2 separate regions of the Danio rerio genome follow, and region 2 is linked to region 1. The links are chromatin contacts, called in public Hi-C maps. All regions are on one chromosome and are shown on one strand. The core of a region is the stretch at or near the end of the contact, and the rest is flanking DNA. Distances in the headings are between cores, read along the strand shown.

What was found. Hi-C and Micro-C count contacts between places; a contact is called where the count stands out from the background.
Region 2: a contact with region 1 is called in a Hi-C map of embryo, with 2.0 times the contacts expected there. The contact joins the promoter of lepb here to the enhancer-like site in region 1. A contact is called at or near these places in 7 of 18 Hi-C or Micro-C datasets (caudal fin, embryo, hematopoietic stem cells and 1 more) and 1 of 4 datasets of contacts at active chromatin or transcription factors (caudal fin).

What each region holds. Positions count from the first base shown.
Region 1 is chr4:19,570,821-19,574,345 of GRCz12tu, reverse strand. impdh1b (IMP (inosine 5'-monophosphate) dehydrogenase 1b) reads right to left here. Exons shown (of 15, transcript NM_001014369.2): 8 at 3,150-3,349; 9 at 2,045-2,135; 10 at 1,864-1,959; 11 at 181-324; 12 at 1-102. Among named protein-coding and RNA genes, the nearest start is that of impdh1b, 16 kb to the right of the region's middle. Within about 2 kb of position 1,740, at least 3 of the 62 cell types and tissues checked have an H3K27ac peak or open chromatin away from gene starts, as enhancers often do. A contact at or near this core is called in caudal fin, where this site is marked.
Region 2 is chr4:19,624,409-19,627,933 of GRCz12tu, reverse strand. It overlaps lepb (leptin b), which reads left to right and starts at 1,633. Exons shown (of 2, transcript NM_001030186.3): 1 at 1,633-1,770; 2 at 3,220-3,525. The coding sequence starts at 1,633.

The DNA of each region.
Region 1 (3,525 bases), core at 491-2,990:
CCAGTGAGCCCATGCCTCTGTATTTCTTCAGTCTCACCCCATCAGAGAAGAAATACTCTCCCGGAGCTTCGGTGGTGGCGGCCAGCAAAGACCCCATCATCACTGCGCACAAAAAACACAAGTATGTAATCAGATTTTCAGCCCATTTCAATGCTAACAGTGAGCTAGTGTAATAATTACCTGTCGATGCCCCCAGAGACAAAGCCTTCACCACGTGGCCGACAGTCTGGATGCCTCCATCTGCAATGACTGGCACTCCAAACCGCCGAGCATATTCTGCCACCTTATAAACTGAGGTACCTTGAGGTCTCCCACAAGCCATGACTAGAAGAAGCCAAAATGAAACATGTCAGCCATAATGATCACAGATATACACATTTGACTGCTCTAGACACATTCGCCATCTTGGAATGGTCAACCATGTTATTTTAGACAGTTAAAATCAATAGCAGTTGCAAGACGTCATGTGCTATCAAAACTGCACAAAAAACTCTGATATAACTTGAAATAATAGGATAAAAAAAAGAGCGTTGGGATTGTTTCTTATTAATTCAATGAAGATTCTGTCATCATTTACTCACTTTTACACTTGTTTAGTTTCTCTTTACTGTAAACACAACAGAAGATATTTTGAAAACTGGTAGCCATTGATTTTTTTCCATAGCATTGTTTTCTATGGATATCAGTGGCTATTGAGTTTCCAACATTCTTCGAATAAGTATATTTTCATTTTAAATGAACTATCTGTACTAATATTACAGGTTTTCAAACTATGGTAACCTTTTCATAGTGTATATTGTCTGATTACAGAGATGCAAACTTGAATACAAAATCGATGAATGTGACTAGAGGCATTTTCAGTGTCACAGAGAAGCTTGGTTTGCTATAAAATCCTCCAAATAAGCTGCATTTCACTGGGAATTGTACATGTACACTTGAAAATGTAACACAACAAATGTCTTAACAAATATGAAATTGCAATCATATTTTTAATCTGTTGGAAACAAAAAAGCTTTAATTTTCACTGTTCCCAAAAAAAAAAAAAAAAAACATAAGGTAATGTTAACTATGAATATCTGATTGATCATATCACTCTTCTGTCAATGAAATATGTCATCTTATTTTATTTACACAGTACAATTTTGAACTGATTTATTACAGCATATTATAAAATGTATGGTGTATATATATATATATATAATTATATGTTATATATTACAAATAATTTAATAATATTACCATAAATAATTAAGAAAAGTTTTACAAATAATTATTATTGTTTCTTTTGTTCTCAATATTGCTATTTTTGCCATATTGAGTGACTGTGGCCAGAAGGAGAGAGAGATGTTTATTATATCTAAATATATGTAGTCGAGAATAAGATTTACACTCATTTTAAAGCTGTTTAATATTAACACAAAATATTCCAAAGTTTGTTAAAGCACTGTATTGGAGCATGATTTTTATTTTGCCAAAATAATGTGATCTTTGATGGATCTGGTTATCTGGTTCAAAAAGAGAGAATACCATTTCAGTTTTCCTTAGTTTGGCACATGAAATAAATGCTTACATTGCTTGTCATAATTTATCAATTAAATTAAAACAAAATAATCAGTTCAGTTGTGGAATCAAAAGTAAAGCCGACATTTATAATAGAAAACAACAGTACATATGTATGACCACTAGATGGCCACAAAGCACACATTATAGAAAAGCTTCAGGCAATGAACCCGTCTGCAGTTACAAGAGGAAAGCCTTATTGCTTCATTTAACATGACTAACTATGCCACTGGACTTCCTTAAATATCTGACAGTGACATCCCTCGCCACATTATAAAAATGTATTACAGATTCAGTCCTGACCTTCCTGTGTGATGCAGATTGACCCACAGCCCATTCCCACTCTCAGTGCGTCCACTCCAGCATCTATCAGATTTTTCGCCTGCGCAGCTGTAACCACTGTAAGACAGAGAAAACACACTGAGCTTAAAGAAAACCAGGCCGAGCAACTCTGAGGTAACTGTCTGTCAAGTCCAGTATTTACCATTTCCACCCACAACCTGCAGCTCTGGGTACTTCTGCTTGATATAATGGATCATATTAATCTGGTATACAGAGTTGCCTTGTGACGAATCCTGCAAAACAGACAAAATAAAAACATCAGTGAGTTTAAAATGCTCAATTACAGCGGCATGATCAAGCCTGTAATGTTGGATGTCATACTCATATCAAGATGTCTGCTGGGAAACACTTTGTGTATTGGATACAGTAAAGGTAAAGTACATTGTTCTAAGATAAATACAATTGTCTCTTATTTTTAATATATATTTATATACCATATCTATATCTACAGTGATTTCGGAAACTTTGATAATTCAAAAACACTAAGTTATATTGTAGATAACAGATTTCTTTACAAACTCATTACATTTAAAGCGATCACCCAAAAATGTAAATTCTATTATCATTTCCAGTACTCAAGCTCTTTTTTCAAGCATGTTTGAGCATGGATAAACACAAAGAAAGATATACTGATAAGTGTTGCGGGAAAAAAACTGCCATTGACTTCAATTGTGTCTTTGTTCCTACTATGGATATTAAGCGTTGCTTTTTTAACATTCTTCAAAATATCTTCTTTTGGGTTTAACAGAAGAAATAAATTCATAAACGTTCAGAAGCACTTGATTATGAGTAAATAGTGAGCGAATTGACGTTTTCGGGTGAACTGTCCCTTTAACTTTGACTTCTAGACACTAATGACAATTATTTGAACTGTTTAATTAAACTATAGGCCAAGTCATTTTACAGCCACAGCTTTGTAAACTTAATAAACTATGTCTTGTAATATCAACCATTTAATGAATCTAAAATTTGTAACTTTTTGTTATTCAAAGTCTCTAGATACACCTGCCACTGTTTGGACAAAAGGTCTAGGAGAAGAATGAAAAAGGTAGGTTTATGAAACACCTCGACATAGTAGACTAATTATATGCATGGAAAAATAAAAGATATAGAAGAACTTTGATTGTAACTTGTATGGTTGCATTGGTTACACTGCATACTTTACCTTTACTGGTCAAAATAGTGCACTATTGTTTTGGCTATAAAACAACAAGGTTGTATTCAATTTATTAAAAAGAGAGACCTACCAGAACCACCATATCAACCCCAGACTGTGTGAGCAGGTCGAGTCGGTATTTGTCGTCCTCACGGGTGCCGATGGCGGCTCCACACAGCAGCTGTTTGCGCGAATCCTTGGAGGCCAGAGGATAATCCCGGTTCTTCTTCAGGTCTGTGCGGGCGATGATGGCCACCAGCTCGTCCTTGTCATTCACAATGGGCAGTTTACCTGGACAAGTAAATCAATTTAACCTATTTAGACTGCAGACAATATCTTTTTAGTTATTTGAGGTTTTAGTCTTTTTATTGTTTTGTTTTTTCAATCTAAATGTTGAGGAAACATTCAAAATGCAATTTTAAGTGTTTATTTTATTGCACTTTAGTCATTTATGTTAGTAAACTACA
Region 2 (3,525 bases), core at 384-2,883, 54 kb before region 1:
TAACTAGGCTACTTAGAGTAATTAGCCAAGATATTGATTAACGATGGTTTGTTTTGGAGAGAAAAAAAAATAGCTTAAAGGGGCTAATCATTTTCTCCTTAAAATAGTTGTTAAAAAATTCAAAACTGCTTTTATTTTTTAGTCACTTTGAGTTTACTCAAATGTTCTTGAATATTTCACATTGTTACAATTAACTTAAAATGTGCAGCACAATTGTTTATTTTACCATTTATATAACTGCATAAAACATTCCGTAGCCAATAAAGATGTACAAATAAATTGTAAACTATGAACCTTATTACAGTTAACTTAGAGTTGAGTCAACACATAAAACAAATATAACATTTGCTGACTAATTATTCACATCATTTTCTATCAATTCTATACTGGTCTATACTATTGTTTCTATAATATGAGATGCACTATAAGTACTACACTCTATCTATTGTTTTACCACATCATAAATAGCCACAATCATTAATTTAGTAAATTCTAACAATAAATATTACTTGGGTACAACTGGCAGATAATCTCACTAACTGTGTATACATATACAAAACAATACTTAAGCGAACAAGCCAATTTTTGCGGTAAAAACTTGTGCTGTTAAACTCTGAACAAATTTTAACAAATCAAGCCCCATAAATATCCCAACTTTAATGTATTCATATCAGCATGACAAATAAAGATACGGTCCTATAAAAGGTCAATATATTGACATATACAGCCTTAAAAGTGAAAACAAACTCCCTCTAATACATGTGGGGCCCAGCTGTCATTTATCAAGATTTATTAACCACAACTTTACTGGAAGTGTCCTTACCTGGAGCCCCCGGGTTTGATGTTTCGGGCTTGTTGAAAGGGTCTTCTCTAGTCTTCAAGTTCATGATGGACACAGGGGTGAACCAGACCAGACCGGCATCAGGGTGATTCACTGGAGAAATGAGTCAATCATCCACAGCTATAAAAAGGGAGATTCCTGCTTGAGTTTCTCAATATGCACATCAACACACCAGAGGTAAGCGCTCACTCATTCTTGTCAACATGGGCACCAAACATCTCTATATGACCTTTAGGCTTCTTGACTGTGTAGTTTCATTTATTATTGGACTGTACTCAGCAACTTAAGTGCATTGATTTTTGGTTTTTTGAATTACACACAACTAAGGGACTGATTTAGCATGAATCTTCAATGTAGTGAAGATCATAAATCATTCTAATCGTGCTGAGTTAGTGGTTAAATAAACATATCTAATTGTTGAAAGCAGACATTTTAGTTGAAATTATGATTATTTTTAATTATTCTTAAGTTTTAATGTTGGTTTTGTATTGTCTAATGATTAAAATGTATAAATAAAAACTAAAAACTAAACATAAAAAATAGTATTACTTTCATTTTGTCTAAGGAATGTCAATTTGTATTTATTTATTTATTTTAAAGTGCACAAAATAAAAATACATGTGTTTGAGTAAAACCTTATTTAAAGTGTATTTAACTGTTGTGTAAATGAGTAATGTTTAGGCTAGCTTTATTCATTATTTTACTGTATTTAACATATTGAACTGGGATATTCTGATGTACACAACAAACTATTTGAAAAAATATAATTTCATTTGGTCTTTTGCAGAAATATGAAGTCTTCAATGATTTTTTGCTTGTTAATATCATCCCTGGTGGCCGTGAGCATCAGTCGACCCACGGCTCCCGAAGACAGGATACGAATCATTGCTCGAACCACCATCAGCCGAATTAAAAAAATCAAAGATGAGGTAAATGTTTTGCAACGATTTAAGCCCCTTCATGTTGTTCCAAACCCCTATGACTTACTTTTTTTCTGTGAAACTCAAAAATATGTTATTTTTAATCATCTTGGAAAACAAACAACTTTAGCTCTTTAGCTGACTAAATATGGATTTTATTTCCTTGTTGTCACTGTATGGGAAATCAATAAATAAGCTTACATTTAGACATACAGTACATGCAGAAAATACATAATTTTATTTATTGGACTAAAAATATTGTTGGCACTTGGTTTAGCATGATGTACTTCAAATTGGTAAAATTATTTATTTATTTATTAGACTAAACTAATTAAATGCTTGATGTTCAGTTCAATTTGATATATTTTTGTACTTTTGGTATTTAGAAAATAGAAATAATAGAAAAATCATTTATTTATTGGCCTAAAATAATTTGGTGTTGGCAGGACATTGAAATTGATGCTTTTTTGCATTTAAATAAATAAGCATAAAACATTTTTTTTTTTTTTTGATGGGATTTGCAGTATTTTTTTTTTCTTTTCACTTTGCATTGTCCATTTTTTTTAAGAAAATTGAGATAATTTTTTATTAGTGTACAATTTTTTTTTGTTTGTTGTTTGTCATTACATCTTTTTTTTTCCTTTTTATATCATATCATTTAGTTTTTTATGTATTTATTACACCAAATGTGATGTTTAAATATGGCAATAAGTACAGCTTAATGTTGTTCTTGTTACCAGGAACAAAGCAAAGAAAACTACATGGTGAAAAATCATGTCAAGCACTGTAGTGTTACTAAATAAGAAATCTATTTAAATATTTTATAAATAAAAACTTTCGTTTAGAATTATATTCTCTCATTCTTTTATATACTTAATTACTTGTGTACTGTTGTTTTTTATTCTTGAGAAACTCTTATATCTTTTAGTTTGGCTGGGATAAAGTTTAACATTTTTGGCAAATATTTTTAAGGTCAATATTTATTAAAATGATTAGAAATTATTCTTCTCAATTCGCTACAGAATAAATGACTGTTGTCCAATAACTTGCCTAATTAACCGATCTTGCCTAGTTAACCTAATTAACTGATTTAATAAAGCCTTTCATTTGCACTTTAAGCCAAATACTAGTATAATGACTAGTAAAATATCTAGTATAAATAACTACTAAAATAACAGGTAAAAAAAAAATATGTTTTAACTCTATGGCAAAAACTAATTAGTTTTTAAAACTATGTTGTTTAAAAATGTTGGGAAAAAAGGCTCTTGGTTCTTGGCCTTTCTAATTAAATGATACATTTTTTATTCATTCATTCATTTTCCATCAGCTTAGTTCTTGATTTATCAAGAGTCACCACAGCAGAATGATCAATGACTAAATTCCACTAATAGTTTGAACGTCAACTACATATAAAAACACATAACAATTACAATCAGTAACATCTGCATATCTCTCTAGCACTTCCAGATGTCTCCAGAGATTGATTTCGGCCCTGACATCGACAACCCCATTGATGGTCTCAGTTCTGTCTTGAGTTACTTGAGTTACCTGCAGTTGCGGTTGCATGTTCCTCCAGCTCAGCACCTACAGCAGGTCCAGATAGACTTAGAGACTCTCCTGAGGACACTGGAGGAACTGGCCGTCTCACAGGGATGCCCTCTACCCAATCCCGAGACCCCGGTGCATAAAGAAGAAACAGCCTTCCCCGTCACCTCCAACTACCTGCACCTCCTGGAGCTCCAGAGGTTCCTGGAGAAGCTCTGC